2 separate regions of the Mus musculus genome follow, and region 2 is linked to region 1. Evidence: chromatin contacts called from public HiChIP or PLAC-seq data. All regions are on one chromosome and are shown on one strand. The core of a region is the stretch at or near the end of the contact, and the rest is flanking DNA. Distances in the headings are between cores, read along the strand shown. Region 1 has its middle 43 kb from the start of Gm32968. Region 2 overlaps Mthfsd (methenyltetrahydrofolate synthetase domain containing).

Evidence for each region. HiChIP or PLAC-seq counts read pairs in DNA pulled down with a chosen protein or histone mark.
Region 2: an HNF4G HiChIP or PLAC-seq map of pancreatic cancer cells shows a contact between it and region 1. The contact joins two enhancer-like sites.

Annotation. Positions count from the first base shown.
Region 1 is chr8:120,282,340-120,287,043 of GRCm38.p6, forward strand. It overlaps a transcript of Gse1 not described here. Among named protein-coding and RNA genes, the nearest start is that of Gm32968, 43 kb to the right of the region's middle. Within about 2 kb of position 2,857, at least 87 of the 459 cell types and tissues checked have an H3K27ac peak or open chromatin away from gene starts, as enhancers often do. A contact at or near this core is called in pancreatic cancer cells, where this site is marked.
Region 2 is chr8:121,096,278-121,101,118 of GRCm38.p6, forward strand. Mthfsd (methenyltetrahydrofolate synthetase domain containing) reads right to left here. Exons shown (of 9, transcript NM_001372381.1): 8 at 2,431-2,875; 9 at 328-1,648. The coding sequence ends at 2,435. Among named protein-coding and RNA genes, the nearest start is that of Mthfsd, 9.6 kb to the right of the region's middle. Within about 2 kb of position 3,549, at least 14 of the 459 cell types and tissues checked have an H3K27ac peak or open chromatin away from gene starts, as enhancers often do. A contact at or near this core is called in pancreatic cancer cells, where this site is marked.

The DNA.
Region 1 (4,704 bases), core at 1,607-4,106:
ATACATGTATACACACAAAGACATACAATACATACTCTGACACACATATGCTCACACAGACATATACACACATATATACGCACGTGCACACATGCACACACACAGAGGCATTCTCTGGGAGATATGATCCACAGATACACAGGAGCAAGCCACAATTTATATCCTGGTCACCTAATTACTCCCAGCCGTGGAGGAGGGAGCTGTGGAGGCTTTGCAGGGCTTGGGGCCTGATATCCCCAAATCCCAGCGGGGCTGGGGGCTGGGGGCGGGGGGACTCCGGCGCCAGGCTGCTCCACCCCTGTCCTCCTTAGAGGCCCCAGATTCCAAGGAGCCTGGAGGGATGGCAGACATCCAGGGGTGCTGGGCTCACAAGCCTGTGAACAGGAAACTTTCTGGGAGCAACCTGGGTCTGAGGCCATCTCATAATACCCTGGCCAGAGCTGAAGAGGGCAGAGCTCACAGGCCCAGCTCCTACTGCACAGGGCTGCTTTGTCTCTAACTGATAGCCTGGGGGAGCTAACCAAGTGGTTGCTACCGTCCTCTCTGACTGACATATCCCATCCCAGGCCTGTTACCTCCCATCTCTGGCCCTTTGAGTTTCTACTTCCCACTGCCTAGAGTGCTGTTCCACTGTTCCCAGGGCTGCCACCAAGGCACCGGTGACCACTGTGGGCTGCTGTTGTCCTTTGTCTCTGACGACAAGAGTCCCCTGTGCTAAAGTCAGCACTGTGCACCCTACGTCTGTCTAAAGTGTGGGAAGCGTGCTGGGGCACATTTGTTCAAATGGACAGACAGATGGACATTGGACAGATGGCAGTGGCACCTGGGTGAGTGGAGAAGGGGAGGCTGCTGTTTCCAGTGGGCACAGGAGGAGCTGAGACTGAGTGAGCTGGTACCTGAGGCCTGTCTTGGGACCTAGGGCTTCCTTCTGCCTCTCTGCCCCTCTGCCCCTCTGCCCCTCTGCCCCTCTGCCTCTGCCTGTCTGCTTTTCTCTCTGCCTCTCTTTAACTGCCTTTCTGCCTCTCTCTCTCTGCCTCTCTCTCTCTCTCTCTCTGCCTGCCTCTGCTCCTCTGCCTCTCTCTCTCTGCCTCTGGCTCTTTCTCTGCCTCTCTGCTCTCTCTCTCTGCCTCTCTTCCTCTCTTTCTGCCTCTCTTCCTCTCTGCCTCTGCCCCTCTGCCTCTCTCTCTCTTCTTTGCCTCTCTGCCTCTTTGCCTCTCTCTTTCTCTGCCCCACGCTGCTCCCCTCTACCTCTCTCTCTCTCTCTGTCTCCTTTGCCTCTCTTTCTCTGCCCCCTCTCTCTCTGCCCCCCTCTGCCTCTCTCTGTCTCTCTCTCTGTCTCTCTCTCTCTCTCTCTGCCTCTCTGCCTCCCCCCCAACTTGGCTCAGGTACCCATACCCTGAACTAAACTACCAGCCAAGGACCTGCATGTACTGGGGTTCAGAAGTGTGGGACTGATTGTGGGTCTCCAGCTCGTGGCCTCAGAGCCCTGCCTATGCCTCTCTCCTTGTTCGCCTTGATCTTGGAGGAGGCTCAGGCATGATGGAGCTGATCCATAGTCTCCGATGGAGACACCCAGACCAGAGCTGTGTGGCAGGTGGCTGTGCACCCAGAGAGGCTCTGTCTGCAGGCTTCTCCAGGGGAGCCTCTCCTCTCACTAGCAGCAGAGACGAAACACCAGCCTGTAGGGTTGTGGGTGAGCATAGCGTCGGAGGCCTGGTGTGGAGCCCTGCAGCTCTCCCTAGCTGAGACCTGGGCTGAGCATAGCTCATCTCCTAAGGAAGCAAGGCAGGAAGGCCTGGACTCTGAGCCTCTGCTGCTGCTGCTCTCCCTCCTCCTCTTCGTCCATCTCCCACCTCTATTCCCCCTCTTCTCCCCTCCCATTTATCTACCCTCCGACTCTATCTCCTCCCATCTCCCCTATTTCCCCATCTCCACCCCCACCCCACCCCCGTCTCTCTGTCTCACCCTCTCCGTGTCTCCTACATCTTTAATGTTTCTGTCTCACTGTCTCCAGATCACCGTTAGCCTCCCTAGCTGTCTCTCTCTGTCTCTTTCTCTCCTCTTCCCTCCTTCCCGCTTCTCCTCCGAGCTCCCGCCTCCCTCTCCGAGCAGCTGTTCCTAATAGACTGTTAATGACAGTACAGTGGGTGGAAGGCAGCATCCTGGGGGAGCCGCCATGATCTGTGTAATTGGTCTCAAAGGAGACAGAAGTGTCTAATATTTACACACCAGCATTAGTCCTTCGGGAACCTCATCTTGGCTGGAACCTTACAGGGAATGCTCCAATGCCATGTCCCATCACCCCATCCCTTGCTCTGAAGGGCTTTAGTTAAGGACCCAGCTTCTCTCTTTGGGTGCAGCATCATTGTCAGGAGTGGTTTGATCTGGTGGCCAGCTGCACAGTGTCCCTTCCAGTTAGAGCCATCGAGGGTATTTGCAGGAGACCCCAAGGAGAGAGTCTGAAGGAGCCAGCTCCCTGGTGAGGTCTGGGTGTCTGAATGCTGCCATGCCCTCTGCCCTCCTCTGCCCATGCAGAGTCAATATAGCCCTTGTTTTGCTTAGCTAGCAGGAGGCACAACTGGGAGATACTGTCTTCCTCAGGCTGTAGGCTAGCTGCCTCCTCGTCGCCAGTGGCTGGCTATACCATACCAAGAGGGACAGAACTGTGTTCATGGCCCCAAGTCTCCCTCCCACAACCTGATCATTTCTCTGGGTGCCAGGGGCTGTAAGCGCCAAAGAACTCCCAGGCATGGAAAGGGTGGGGCCAGAGAGAGGCGGGACCCAGGAAGGACAGAGCTGCAGGAGGCCTCTCCCCTGGGTTCCAAGTGAGAGCCTGCTGCCACTGCCCAGCTACACTCAAGCTTCCTTAATACTACAAACCTTTCCCAACCCCCTCACCCAGTGCTGGCAGTACACTCTACAGTACTTCCTTTGCACGTGTGTTCCAGTTCCAGCTGGGGCAACCACAGAGCACAGGGTGTCTCCAGGCCTCCTGTTGGGCTGGGGAGAGGTGTGTGTGTGTGTGTGTGTGTGTGTGTGTGTGTGTGTGCAGGAGCCCAGAAGCACAGGGTGTCTCCAGGCCTCCTGTTGGGCTGGGCAGGTGTGTGTGTGTGTGTGTGTGTGTGTGTGTGTGTGTGCAGGAGCCCAGAAGCCTATTGAGAGCATAGCAGGCTTCCACCTCCCTTGCTTCCTATGGAAACAGAGCCCTGCCAGCACCTTCCCGTGTCTCTGATCATAAAAACAATACGTGCAGTCTCCCGTCGGCTTTATAATTCAGCGTGCTCCCGTGTGTGGGGCTGGCATTTGTAAGAGCAGCTGTAAGTGGGGTTTTTCTTTCTTCCTTTTTTTTTTGTCTCCCCTCTATGACAGCCTTATTGAGATATAACTCGCAGATCACGCAAGCCACCCACTCGGTGTATTCAATGGTTGAGAATTGAACACACACAACATGGTGTGCCCATCACCAGCTTAATTCGAGAACATTCCCACTGCCCTCCAGAACCCAACCAATCCTGTCTCCTGCGTGACTGGTCCCCCATCCTTCCCTCCCCAGCCCTGGCAGCCGTAGCCCTCTGTCTGCCTCTGATGTTACCTGCTCTAGGCAGTCCTTGTCGGGGCCATCACACTCTGTGTGTGTGTGTGCGTGTGTGTCCCTCATGTCTGGCTTCTGCCACTGAACGTCAGGTATCCAGGTGTCACCCATGTGGAAGTTCCATTCATCGTGGCTGAATAGAATTCCTCGGTGTGACCTGCTCAGTTTGCTTTTCCACCGAGCCTGTTGGGGGTGGGGCAGCGTTTCATGTGGGCTTTTGTGAGTGGCATGGCTGTGAGCTGCCGACATAGACTTGTGTGTGTGTATGTATATATGTATGTATGTATGTATGTATATATGCAGGCATGTTTCCTTCTCTCTGACACACACATGGAATATGTCACAGCTGCCCAGTCTAGCCATCCTAGGCCCTTGCGGTTGTCCTTCTGAAGAGCCACACAGCCTGTCACTTCAGGGAAGGACACTTGCCTGTTTTGTCTGCCATCACCTTTCAGCCACCAGTATGACACTGACAACGGAATGGGTACTCAGGAGATACGGGGTGAGTGGCCCAGCCTGTGGTCAGCCTCACGACCCCCTACACAGCAAGGTCGGCTTCTGCTGGTCGTGGCACCTGTCACCTGGGCCAGCAGGAGGCAGATATTTCTGTTCTGTGCCATTGGGCTGGGCAGATGCCAAGGCCTAAAGTTGCCCAGCCAGAGGCAGGAGACAGGCCCTTCAGCACTGGTCTGCCTCTCCAAACACTGATGGGCCAGAGGAGGAGAACCCTGAGAGGGCCTGGGCCTGGTTGGTCTTGTCTTCTGGGAGGTCTGCAGACCTGTACCTAAGACACAGTGGTTGCCTAGTGGGCTGGCTGGCATAGACATTGTCTCATCTCCTCCCTGCCTCCATCCTCCTGGGAGGTGTTCTCACCCCTGTGGCTTCTGTAGGACCCCTACCCTGTCCTCTGGACTCAAAGGCACCAGGTCATGAGACATAGGTTGGGACTGCCGTTGACTCCGTTTTAAAAGTGAGGACGCTGAGGCCTAGAGGGATGGGTGTCTCTCTCTCTCACTCTTTCTCTCTCTCTCTCTCTCTCTCTCTCTCTCTCTCTCTCTCTCTCTCTCCTCAATCGTCTGAGCCACATGCACTGAATGACTGAACTCGGATTC
Region 2 (4,841 bases), core at 2,299-4,798, 810 kb after region 1:
GCAGTACCCATGCAGGTCAGACAAGGGCATCAGATCCCTGCAGCTGAAGCTGTAGGTGTCTGTGAGCTTTGTAACATGAGTGGAGGGAACTGAACTCAGGACTTCTGAAAGCACAGTACAGGCTCTCACGGTCTATACCATCTCTCCAGCCCCTACTGTTCCGTTTCTAGATGTTACAATGGATGCAGGGAAAGCTGTTTGATTGTATCTCTCTGCATTACCTCGTTAGCTCCCACAGGAGGGCATCAGTCTGTCATGCCAGAGGCCGAGTTCTGCTCTCATCAGGACAGCCAGGACACAGGGCAAGCACACACAGGAGGAGGCCAGTATGTTGGGGATTTTTATGCCAAACTGACGCAAAGTAGAACCATCTGAGGAAGGAACCTCAATTGGGAAAATGCCTCCGTAAGATCAGGCTGCAGAGAAGCCTGTAAAATATTTCCTTATGATTGACTGATGTGGGAGGGCCCAGACCACATTGTAGGTGGTGTCATCCCCGGCTGCTGCTGATTTTGGGTCCTATGAGAAAGCAGGCTGAGTAAGCCATGAGGAGCAAGCCAGTAAGCAGCATCCCTCCATGGCCTCTGCATCAGCTCCTGTTCCAGGTTCCTGCTCTGCTTGAGTTCCTCGCCTCACTGTTTTGTTTGTTTGTTTGGTTTTTTGTTTTGTTTTGTTTTGTTTTTGTTTTTTGAGACAGGGTTTCTCTGTGTAGCCCTGGCTGTCCTGGAACTCACTCTGTAGACAAGGTTGGCCTTGAACTCAGAAATCCGCCTGCCTCTGCCTCCCGAGTGCTGGGATTAAAGGCATGCTCCCACTGCCCAGCCTCACTGATTTTGATGACAAACTGTTATATGGAATTGTGAATGAAATAAACCCTTTCCTCCCAAGTTGCTTTGGTCTTGGTGGTGCATCACAGCGACAGTTACCCAAAGTTAGCCAGTCAGGGTGACTGCAGCCCTGAGAACGAACTCTTCCAAATAGGTCTTGCTCAGGTCCCCACATTGGCAAAGCAGAAAACCATGAGAGGAAGTGTGGAAGAGCCCAGAACCCTGCAGTGACACTTTGCCATCTGACAGTAGCTTTCTATCCATTTTGATTATGTGTGCTATACAACTGTAGTGACAAAGGACACAGTGACTTTTGTCACTTGTGGGTCACGTCACCTGGAGAACCAGACCTCAAAGGTATCCTGAGACAGGGTTCACCCTGTACCAGGGCTTAGATTGAGGGCACCCAGGCTTCAGCACTTACACACTTTACACAAACATACAAGCAGCTTAGACTGTGTGTCAATGCATCTGGATTATTCTGGCTCACGTAACATGGATTTCCTGAGTTGCTCATGCCCCGCTGGTCTGCAGCAGGAAGAACAGACAGCTCCATCCTGCTAAACTGCAGGCGCTGTCCCACTGGGACATCAATGGTAAGAAGATAAGAAGGCAAGGGTGCAAATGCAGGCGGAACCCCCGAGGAAAGCTGAGCAGGTGAGAGTGGGGTGGACAGTGTCTGGTGGGCAGGAGTGGGAGGGGGCGCAGGCCAGGACAGAGGCCAGCACAGCCTGAGCCTGCGTCCCTCAGTCACTCCTCATGGCACCTCTGACAGCTTGGAAGCGCTGGTTACTGAATTAGCCGTTTTCCAAGGCTGAGTCCTGCAAGGAGATGTGTGTCACAAGCTCTTTTCCTTTAATATGAGCGAGGCCTGCCCTTTTGGGACAAAGGACAATGCTAATAGACGCTGTGGAAGACCCATTGGTAAAAACAAGAAACTGCCCAGGTGTGCAGTTTGAACAGGACAAACCCTCCACCTAATGCTTGTTTTTCCTTAGGCTCAACGGCACAAGTGCTTCTGAAAGCACACAGGCAGCCGCCATGTTCACCTGAGAGATGGCATGACTAAGCTGCCTGGGTAGCAGCCATCACGCATGCTCACAATGCAGCGTCTCCAGGAACAGAGCTCCAAGTTTGTGTTCTCTGGATGCAGAAGCCCGCCCTCCCCGCTCCTGTTCTGCTAAGTGGGTTCCCAGTGGTCGTAAGGACACCCTGCTCGGCCACATGCCCTTGATCCCCGAGACGGCCTCTTCTCTGCAGGCCTCCGCTCTCCTTGAACACCCTGAAACAGGTCTCCATTGTCTACCTCTTGTCTGGACTGCTCTGTCCCTGAACCTTCTGCACCCAGAGAACCTCACGTGGATTTCACAAGAACCAGACCAGGAATGGGCCAGAGCTCACAGCATCCTGGGTGTCGAGATGGGCTGCTCGCCGTCATCCCTGCCCATTAGGGAAGCATGGCCCCTTCCCAGGAAGAACAGAGCAGGTGCCTCACACGGCAGCCGGTCATCACCAATGGCAAACTGTCACACGGCAAACTGTCACACGGCAGACACATCCCAGCAGCAGAAAGGGCGCTACTCCTCTGCTGGGGGTTACTCACCAGGTCACATATCCCTCTGCTGCCCCAGTGACACCCTCAAGGCGTTGGCACCCAGACGTAGGCCCTGTAGGAGAGAGGCGGCCTGCTGGGCAGCAGCTGAGTCTGTATAGTGTAGAACTGCCCTGTGCTGTGGCCCCTGCCAGGTAAGCCTCAGGGGCACCACCCCCAGCTCCTGGAGGACTCTCTTCAGCTCACGCACACGAGTAGTGAAGGGCAGGTTTCCCACACACACAGTGGCAGCTAGTTGGGTGTCCGCCCCCTGCAGGGGACTACGGGACCCTCCTCGAGAACCTGTTTGTGGTCTATCCTGGGGTCTCCTGATGGGGCCTGGAGCTGGCTGCTGGCTGCCAGGCTCGTCCCGGAGAGTGACATCCTTCCCAGCCTGTTTCTCTCTCTCCCGGAGGTTCCTGAGCACTGGGATTTTCGTAAGCATCTCACAGCTGACCTGAAAGAGAAAGCAGCCACAGGGGGGTCTTAGGGTGTCTGAGGAGTAGTCATACCAAGGCCACGCCCACACGCTCAGGAGGAATTCTGGCAATGCCACACCCCATATGTTCGGAAGGCTGTTGAGGGCCCAGCTCAGTCTCTGGGGAGAGAAGCCTCCACCGCCCTGGAAGTGAAGCACAGGCCCTCACAGTCAGGACACGCGTTCTATCACTGGGCTACAGCACGGCCACTTCTTTCTGCTTTGAGACAAGGCCTCATCGTATTGCCCAGGTTTGTCTGGACACCAAACCTGCCATTCTCCTGCCTCAGCATCCACGGTGTCGGCATGAGAAGCCTGCACTGTCAGAACCGGCTGGGATTCCATTGCTTAAGAAAGTCACCAACCCGCAGCTGACCCCACGTCAGCCTGAGATTCGCGGCACTCTGAAGCTGTCCAGATTGGCCCTTCATGTGCCATATAGGGTGGAACAGGCCTCTGTTTTCCCTGGAGGCCCAGGAAGTAGAAAGAACTGGGCTCCTTTGTGGGCTACCTGCTTACGAAAGGTTCTTGCAGTCACTGGTATTCACAGCACAGGGGGCGATTCCCTGCCTACCTCCGGGCAGGAGGGTGTGAGCTTCTCCTGTGCCTGCGGCTGGGATGGAGTCCTACGGGCTTAGGAACATCTCTAGGATGGAAGCGAGGCCTGGCCCTATGCACACAGCCAGGCAGGTCTGACCCAGCGCATGACTCATACAATCCTCCCTAGCCCAGGGCCACCGACTCGCTAAATAAACAGTCGGAGCTCAGCGCCGGCCTTTGGGGTTTATTACGCACAGGCCACTGGTGGCCCTAACTGGCTGGTACAGTTGGCCACAATATCCCAACAACCTGCAGAGACAGGGGAAGGCAGGTGGACACCACATGCACACAGTGTGCCCTGGACGGTGAGCCAGGAGCCTGACCCATGTGCACAAACGTGGCTGGAAGCCTGGGGACCCTGAGAGCCGTGACTCCGAGACAGACTCTACAGTGTGCACATGAGGTCAGCTCTCTACAGTGTGCACAACAGGTCAGCTCTCGGGCGCTGAGTTGCTTTCCTACCAAGCTGAGCAGCTCAAACCAAGACAACGACAAGTCTCGATGCTCAGGCTGTGGTGAAGCCAGGCATCACTCCTCTCTAGAGTAGCCTGTTTTGAGTAGGGAGTGATGACGCCCAGCATGGCCCTACCGGCTCCGCCATTTCCCAGCTGCTCACATCTGGGCTTACAGACTGAGAGGTTGCTGCTGCTGCCCAGGCTAACATGGGACCTGCTTTTCCTGGCTGGCAATTAGGAATGGTCAATATGCTCTGTCAACACACCACATGAAATGAAAACGCTACGTGTTAATCACACAGACGATAACCATTCCATCCTCCAAAAACTAAAGGCAGGTTTCACTTTCACATGTCAGCCGCCTAGACGTTTGCAATCCCTTGTTGGGGCCGGCAGTGTAGGCTTGTTATCCCGGCTACCTGAGAGGCCTAGGCAGTGAGCCCTGCCTCCAAAACAAAATAAGCAAAGGGCCCTGTGTGAGGCAGCTCAGCATCACAAGGCCGTAAGGCCAACCCCAAAGAGCTGCAAAACCAACCAAAACTGGAAAGCCCGCAGGGCACAGTGGTGCATACCCTGAGGAAGAATGTCCAAGGCTGATCTCTGGCCTCTGCACATGCACACACATGCACACACATGCACACACGCACAGAAACAGAGACAGAAAGAATGAAAACCATCGACAAGGGAGCCACAGTGCAGTGACTCTCCCCCCCATCACTGCTTTCTGGGTAAGACTCTAGGACTCAGCCTCAAGAGGTGATTCAGGCTACACCATTCAAAGTTGCAGCTAATATCCATCCACACAGGCTAGTGGGCAGCGGCCAGGACACACACGGAACACCACGAGAGACACTACGGCACTGTGCCACGTCGGCCGTGTGATGACCCAC